2 separate regions of the Gossypium arboreum genome follow, and region 1 is linked to region 2. The links are chromatin contacts, called in public Hi-C maps. All regions are on one chromosome and are shown on one strand. The core of a region is the stretch at or near the end of the contact, and the rest is flanking DNA. Distances in the headings are between cores, read along the strand shown.

Region 1 (4,677 bases), core at 1,497-3,996, 430 kb after region 2:
ACACATTTCTCACTTATTCCCACCATCGCGATTATATATGCATAAGCTTACACTCCATATATCTTCTTTGTATCTATGTGTTTTGGTATATTATTTTATATTTATTGGTATTTTAAAAAATCATATATATGTAGTCAAGTTTTATTTTTTTAAAAGAATTTACAAGTATATATACAACACAAGACATAAATGACACATGTCCAATAAATTAGAGTTAGATTAAAGTCAATACAAAGCACAACAGTCTAAAAATCAGATATATAATTAGACCTAGATAAGAAAAAATCTAAACAAAACCCACATTTGGGGAAGAACTCACACATCACATTTACTCATGGTGGAATTCAAATCTTGACCCTTAAGATCTTATGACCTCAATTATACATGCATAAATATATTATATAAGTACCTTAAAAATATAAGTACTTTAATAATTTTGTACTAAGTCAATACAAATTAGTACAAGTTCATATTGATTGAACGAACAAAAATACATCGACAGGATTGAAATATATCAAATTTTTAATTGAAGTAAAATTTAATTTATTTGATACATACTTAAGATGAGAACGACACATTTTGATAAGTACTAATACCAATACAATTTTGACGACTATTATAATAAGTAGAAGTGAAATCAATAATTCAATATTAAAAAAATGTCCCAATAAAATTTTAAAAGTTGGGAATACTTAAATTGAATATTTTATAACTAAAAAAATCTAAGACTAATATTATACTTTTTACTCATGCAAAGATGATCAAAGAACCTACTAGTTTGCTGAACGAACCTCTCTCATTAATTACGTTTTTTTTTTTTTTTTTTTGCCCTTTTACTTGAGGAATGTTAACATTGATATGGAAAAGCCCTGCGGATGTTAACCACGTGTGCACGTAAATGTATTATAGTAGCTCTAAGCACCGCAAGCGGATATATTTGCGTACGGTGATAACTATAATATCACCGGTGTTTTGTTCTAAAAGATAACCACGTGGCCCCACCATTGAAGGCTGAGGTCCCGTTTAATCAATCAAATTCAACACCAAAAGTAATTGAGCCAATCACAACCGTCGAATCATATAACTTAAATATGTGACCTGTTCTTTCTCGTAATAGAATTTTGCTTGGTTTAATTAGAAATTTCATCCCTTTACTTTACATAATGTGTATTAGTCCAATTTATGAAAATACATGAATTTAAATAGCTGATTTTCTCGTTAAATACTTGATTTTACTAATTCTTTACATTTAATTTACTAATTTATTGATTTTGAAATCAACCATATTATGTAATTGGACTAATTTCTTAGTTTTTGTAATGTATTAGAATCAAAATTTGACAAGTTAAAATAAATGAATAAACTTTTCAATTTTGGGATAATATTGAATGACTTGAGCTTTAGCAAAACCCTAATCTTTAAATGATGTGCATGTGAAGGGTTAAGACTTAAGACAATGTTTTGAAACACATTTTTTTTACTCATTAATAATCAATATTATTATGGAACAGTAGATTTGGTTTCATTAATTTCTTCGATCAGACAGTTGGATAAAGGTCAAAAAGTGTTTCCGTACGATAAAGCCAAATAAATAAAAATAAAGCTCTGACCAATCCATCGATATTCATACCAAAGCAAAACGGAAATGTCATATATGTATAATTTTTTTTCCTTTCATATCAATGTTTAATTTAATAAAAATATTTTTATTAGAAAATAAATATAGATTCCTTTTACGTGTAATTATTCAAAAAATTCTAAAAAAAAAATTAAAATGTAAGGAAATATTTATAGTAAGGCACTTTACGTGCATGCTAGCTAGCTAAGGTAGGCTCATATGTGTAATTAAATTACTTTGCGTGTGGTACTTATAATCTATGCGAACCTATAAGTGGTGTCATTCCATTGCATGTTCTATGGACCAATTCATTTCACCATCTGCATTTAAAAGTGTTGGGACCCCAAAATGTGTTTTTCATCTGATACCCTTTTCTTTTCCTTCAATTTTATTATTAAATATGTGAAATAAAAAGGGTATGAATGATTTGTGGGATTTTTAAAGCTTTTACTCCTATTTAATTCATGTTTTTGATGCTTTGTTTCTCCTCTCCTTAATTGCTATCTACTTAAATTTGTCAAACTTAAGTCAATGAACAATATAAATAAGCTTTTAATGATGCAATTTTAATATTATATTTCCTACATGAAGCTAAAGTTTTTAATTTGATGGGTAATACTTTCTTAATTAATATTTTAAAAAATATATGAAATATATGATTTTTTTAATGAAAATTAAAGTAAGCAACCACCACGTCAATACCTAGAAGCACTTAATTCTTAAATAAGCGAGTAAAATTCCTTTAAGTATACTTAAATCCGCCCTCTTGCATTAGCAGCAATATCAATGTTAACTAAGCTAAAACTCAATCAACTACATATAACAAATTTTAACTCATTTGTTAATATAACATATAATAATCTATATTATAAGCTTATAAAAACAACTTGAAATAATCCATCATTTTATCCAGAAGAAGGAAGGCCATTATAACATAAGTATACAACTAGAAAACACCAAAACATTTCACATAAAGAGATACATAATTATTTTATAATGAAATTTTACAAATTAAAAATAATAATAAGATGATGAAGAATTATCAATCAATGTATTTTAAAGTGTATAGTTTTTTCTCTTAAAAAATGTTACATTTGCATAAACAAAATATTCCCATTTAGTACTTGTATATATAGAATAAAATACACATGTAATATGTGTACTTAATAATTTATTAGACAAAACACCCCCCATCCATAAAGTAAGCTGATATACAACGAAAACCAGCAAACATTTCATTTTCTCCTGCCTTTTAAACCAGTTTTTAGAGCAAAAAAAAAAAAGAAGTTTGCTGGTTTCCCTTCTCTTTGATCACCAGTTTCATAACCATGGATACTGCAGCTCAATGGCCACAGGTAGAGAAATCTTCACCTGGATATGTTCTTGTTTTTTCTCTCCCCCTTTTTAGCTTTTTCAAAAGAAGAATAATTTGGAGTCAATTGTATATGGTTTTATTGGGTTACTTTACTTTGTAAAAGATGATGGTGTTTGTTCATATTGTCAAAAAGAAAAAAGATGATCATGGAGTGTGTGTGTGTGTTCATGGATATAGTTGAAAGACTTGAAGTCCCCACTCAATTGGATTTAGTTTTTATCAGTTTATCTTCAAACCATTTTGCACTTTACCTTTCTCTTTCCTTTTTTTTTTTTTCTTTTTTAACTTTTTTTTCTGCTTTTTCACTTTTATATTTGGCTTGTTGTAGTTTGTTTGCTATCTTCCTTTTAATGTTCATCAGCTTTTTGATCTTGAATTTATTGCTTTTCTTCTCTTTTTTGGGGGGGGATTTATGTAGGAGATTGTGGTGAAACCAATAGAAGAGATAGTGACAAATACATGTCCAAAACCTGCAAGTTTAGAGAGGAGAACAAGACCACAAAAGGAACAAGCTTTGAACTGTCCCAGGTGCAATTCAACCAACACCAAGTTCTGCTATTACAACAACTACAGTCTAACTCAACCTAGGTACTTTTGCAAGACTTGTCGGAGGTACTGGACTGAAGGCGGTTCCCTTAGAAACATCCCTGTCGGAGGTGGTTCTAGAAAGAACAAAAGACCATCATCATCTTCTTCATCACCTTCATTATCATCTTCATCAAAAAACCCTAAGATCCATCAACCCCAAGATCTCAACGTAGCTTTCAAAACTACCACTCAAGGTTACACAAGTGGTAATGTTCCTGAATTGGTTCAAATCCCCAACAGCTTAGATAACAACAAGAACCAAATCCCTAATTCTTTCAGTTCTTTCATTCCCATGCCAGTTCCAGATCCAAACACAGTATATACATCTGGGTTAATTCCCATGCAAGATTTCAAGCCAATCTTAAATTTCTCCTTGGATGGGCTTGGGAGTGGTCATTATGGGAGTCTTCAAGGGATTCAAGAAACAACAACAGGGAGGCTTTTGTTTCCATTTGAAGATCTGAAACAAATCCCAAACACAACTGATACTGACCAAAATAAAGAACAAGGAGATTCAGCTGGATACTGGACCGGAATGTTAGGTGGAGGATCATGGTAAACTACAAGATCAAAAGTAAAAATGGGTCCCTTTTTTTTTTTTTGCCTTTTCTTGGCTTTTCTTTGTAACCTTTTTTATTATTATTAATTTGTTAAGGTGGGGTGACTTGTTTGGATTTCTTCATTACTAACAGATAGGAATACATGGGTTTCTCTCTCTCTCTCTCTCTCTTTATATATATATATTATATATATATTATTCATCCTTCCTTTTTTCTTGTTAATTATGGTGGGAATTTGAAGCTTTTTTGTTTTTAGGTTGGCTTCTGACATGCTTTACTGTTAGTATGTATGAAGAGATTAAAGGTAAACCCAGATTTTTTTAGGGCAAAAATGTGGGAGAGAATAGGCATGTCTGTATACCCTTTTTTAATTGATATTATCATAGCAGAAAGGCAACCCTATATGTCATTAGGCTTGGTACAAGTACTAAAATGAAAATTGTATAAAGTTGAAGTTTGTATGGAATTCCGTATCACTTTGTGTTTCAATTAAATTAAATATCCAGGTAGGTCGATGTTTTAAACAAAAGTTTTCT
Region 2 (4,507 bases), core at 2-2,501:
ATGCAAAATGATCCTCAGGTTGTTGAGCATCATCGAACCGAGAAGACACCAAGGACTGGTTGGATGAAACCCCATGTTCAAGACCTGAAGTCCTCAACACAGCTCCACTATCTAGTGAGATTCTAGAAATTCCCAATTCAAGTTCATCCCTGTCGGAACTACCAGGAACCTCCCCGGTAATCGAATTCCCATCGAAACTTAGATCCATCCATCTTCTAAAGTTATGCCGACGCTTATCAACACTTTGTGGGAACGCAGACCAGAACTCGAAATGATCAAAACTATCCAAAAAATCATTAACTAAGCCTAAATCAGGACTAGGACCACATTCCTCAGATGCAGAAGAAATCTCCTCCCTGCTATCAAAGAATTTATCATCTTCTTCTTCTAAATAACTCCCCATTATATACCCTTGTTTTCTCTTCTCTCAATCCATGAAAATCCTGAAACATCAAGTCACTACTAAGTTTTCGCCCTCAATCTAAGAATTCTTTTGTTTTTTAATTTCATATTTTCCCTTATATTATTTCAAGAACAACATAAATGATAAAACCAGCGACAAACGTGTAAGAAGAAACATAAAAAGGACATGTATTTGCAGGAAATTCTCAAACACCAAAAGACAAAGATGAGAGGGCTTTAAAGAAACAAAAAAAAAAAAAGAAAAAAAGAAGAAGAAGAAGAAGACCCAAATCGATAAAACAAAAGAAATAGAAACCCAGAAAAAAGAAGAGATATACTCACCAGGGTCACCACGAAATAATTGGTCAAAACCCCAGAATTCCACAGATTTCCTCAGTTGAACAAACACCCTCTTCCCCCTTCTTTCTTTCTCTCACAACAAATACAGCCAAAATAATAAAATAATAATAAATGAAAGCAAAAACAAGTGTTGAGAATGGCGTAAACACAAAGGAGGAGAAGATCCAAATTCCTAAAGGGGGGTTGATAGGTGGTGGTTTATTTGTTTCTGTATCTGTTCTGTCTGGGTCTGCTTTATTTCTCTCTCTTTGAAGTCAATTGCTTTGGTTAGTCCGTTGGTCTGTTTTTTGCTTTTTTGGCTTTGGTGATTTTCTTTCTCTTACCAAAGTTAAAATAATATTAGTAGTGTGTGTTGAGTTCTTTCTAATCGCCATCTCTTTTAAGACAGCAGTTAAGTTTCACGACTTGAATCATATTTTATTCCTAAAACTAGCCAAAATGAAAATTGAAAAAGAGCGTTCAACAAAATCCAAAATTTTGAAAAAGAGACGAATATTATAACCGTGTGACTTGCACTTTCGTCCCGGCCTTCACACAGTAGCTAACGACTTTTTTCTTTTTTTTAAGGGGTAAACTACAACCATACTCACCCAAATTCAACTATTTACTCACTTAATTTTTCGATTTAGTCACCCAACTATTAATTTCAGTTAAGTGAATAGAATAAAGCTAGTTTGGATATTTTAATATTTACACATTTTATTAATTTACTTATAAATCTAAAAATTTAATAAATTTAATCATTCGTGTTTATAAAATTTATCATTTTAGTCTAAATTCTAAAAATCACTAAATTTAACCTCAATATTTTTAATTTTTCAATTTAGTTCTAATTTTAATTATTTTAAACAAGAAAAATATTTTAAAATTCATTTCTTATATTCTTTAACGTAACTCCATAATCCACCGAACAAGAAGAGTATTAAACACCATTTGTATCATGCTCATTTTAAACTGTCACCTTCATGAATATGGTAAAAAAGTAGCCGGCTTAAATCCAACTATCTAAGTGTGATGTTTTTTATTAATATCATATTATTTAATTAAATTACTCTAAAAAATAGCACTTTTTAATCATTACAAAACATTTTTTTTTATTTTTTTTATTTTAAAAATATACAAAGACCTAATGTTTGGGCGGAAAAAACAACACAAAGTGAAATCTTTCACGAAATGAAAAACTTAGAAAAGGTTTTTTCCCCCTGCTTTTTTTGACTTGGACATGCTATCAATAACTTTCAATCTTAGGTAGTCCAAGCACGTCGCTCAAACGACTAAAGTCAAGCTGAACTAAACTAAAGAATATAATTTTGTGAATTCCATGTCTCATGGAATTGTCCAACTTCATCTCTCACTAATATCCATAAATTCATTTCGTGTTGATTTCTTTTTGAATAATTTGTTATATTTCTCTTTTGTTGTATTTTTCTATTTCTAATTTATTTATACTTATTAGGTTTTTAATTACTTTTATAAATTTTATCCAAAAAATGAACATTTTAATATTTTAACTTTTTTGAAATTTTAGAATTATAACTAAATTGATAAATTTTATAAATGTTGAATGTTAAGTTTATTGATTTTTTTTTAGAGTTACAATTAAAATGAAAATTTTTTAACATTAAGGGTAAAATTTATTATTATACCAATAAAAATCCACATTAGCTTTCCGTTACTCATCTAACAACAACTAACGAGAGAATGATTAAAATATTTTCATTTAGAAAAGTTCAATGATTGAATAAAAAAGTTAATACTTTAGTGACCAAAATGGAATCGAAGGCATAGTTAGGAGATTAATTTTGTAGTTTACTCTTTATTTAAACAAAATTAAAAAGTCAAAAGTTGGGAAAAAAAAAAAGGGGTAAAATTGTATTGCATTGTTAAGTCTTTCTCATTGCCCTAAGCGCGTTTTCATAAATAAATAAAACCATTATAGAGGAAAAAGAACGCTAATTGACAAGAATTTTTTACCATAAATGCCATTTCATCATCCATAGGCTAAAATTCAAATAAATTTCATTATGGTTTTACTAACACATTTATTCACCATAAATTGATGCTATAAATGCTTGTATAAGATCATAAACGTGAATATTCAGGAGACAGTAACAATCAAGTTCAGTAAGAGCAAAAGTGGAGTCGTAGCTCCTTTCATTCACTACAGTCCCTTTGATGGTACACATGAAGTATCTGTTTATTCTAGATCTCTTTCAACAAATTCTTGCAATCATCAAGCAATTTATTGTTAGAATGAAGGCTAATAACAAAACTCAATGATTAGATTTGTAATGTTTGTTTGTGTTGGATAAATTGAGTGGAAACTATAGTTCCAGAGACTATATAAAATTAAACAGTAAATTTTAAGGCGCAAATGACGCTTTTTAAATAGAACTATTTGTCTCAATTCCAAAATTGTTAGAGGGTTAAGATAAAGATTTTCTTGAAATACAACAAAGTTTTTTAATTTCCTTTTATTAATAAAATCGAGAAATTAATTAACTCTTACTCTAATATGTGAAATTGGATTGATTGTAATAATACTCTCAATAGACACTATTAAAAAGCCATAACCGTTTACATTTGATTTCTATTAGACATACTTCTTAAAAAAACATATCTCACGGAAAACAAATGTATCATTTGGATAAATCATCACTTTTTAATAAGTGCTTATGAATAGTGATGAATTTATGGATTCACAATTACAATTTCCAGCAATTTGGCCATGCAACCGTATTTAAAGCATGGTTAATATATCAGGATTTGTGCTTTTAGTGACTTTGTCATGTAATTTTGGAACTCAGTAAATAAAAATATTTTTTCTTGATTACTTGATGTTTTTTGTATGGACGTAGACGTGGAACTCAAAATTCGAAAATATTTGTAAATCATTAATATCAACAAATCGGGAAGAGAACATGTTTATATATATATAGAAGTAAATAAAATAAATTATCATATGCCATCTCTAATCAACTTGTAGCTAACAATAAATTGGACGGTTCTATTTAAAAACATGGATAATACGAAAAAAGAAGAAGTGAACCTCTCATTCTTGAAAAGAAATGGTTAAGTTTATAAAATCTTTTACAATGTTTGGCAAAGTCAAAGTGTTTATAGACCTCTCAATGCTAAAGTTTAAAACAAATATAAATTTCTAAAATTAATTAAAATTAGAGTTTACTAGAATCTTCAAATAAATATACATTTAATGTCGTAGATTAAGATAAAATTGTAGCTAAATTATCCTAAATAAAAATTTAATTTAAAAAGTTAAATAATTAAATGGAGAAAATTAATAGTTGATGAAGAAAGTAAAATAAAAACCTTAGTGAGCGACTAAAATACAACCAAAAGCTTAGTTGGTGTTTACTCTTTCATCGTAACAAAAAGCATAAAAAACAAAAAAACACTAATCAAAGAAGCTTTAAATTTTTGTTTCCTTTAAAGTACAATTTTGGTGATAATGTGCCTTAAAATTTTTCTCATCTTTTTTCCCAGCCTTTCAGTTTTTCTATGTAAGTGTGGTTATGAGTAGTGAGATCACCTCGTTAATCAAGTGGCAATCCATATAATGATAAAACTAATATGGTTTTCTTCTTTGGGAATCTCAATAATAATAATAATAATAATTTTTGATTAATCATGATTTTATTATTAAAAAACGTGCATGCGGTTTTTTTTTTAACTTAAATGGTCACATAATATATTATATTTAGACGTGTGGATTAGATTAATTCGT

Evidence for each region. A called contact is a pair of places that touch in the nucleus more often than the background predicts.
Region 1: a Hi-C map of leaf shows a contact between it and region 2, with 3 times the contacts expected there. The contact joins the promoter of LOC108478277 here to the promoter of LOC108476945 in region 2. A contact is called at or near these places in 2 of 5 Hi-C or Micro-C datasets (both in leaf).

Annotation. Positions count from the first base shown.
Region 1 is chr1:30,323,956-30,328,632 of ASM2569848v2, forward strand. It overlaps LOC108478277 (dof zinc finger protein DOF4.6), which reads left to right and starts at 2,747. Exons shown (of 2, transcript XM_017780716.2): 1 at 2,747-2,973; 2 at 3,412-4,640. The coding sequence starts at 2,947. The coding sequence ends at 4,140.
Region 2 is chr1:29,897,529-29,902,035 of ASM2569848v2, forward strand. It overlaps LOC108476945, which reads right to left and starts at 1,252. Exons shown (of 8, transcript XM_017779325.2): 1 at 745-1,252; 2 at 1-443. The coding sequence starts at 403.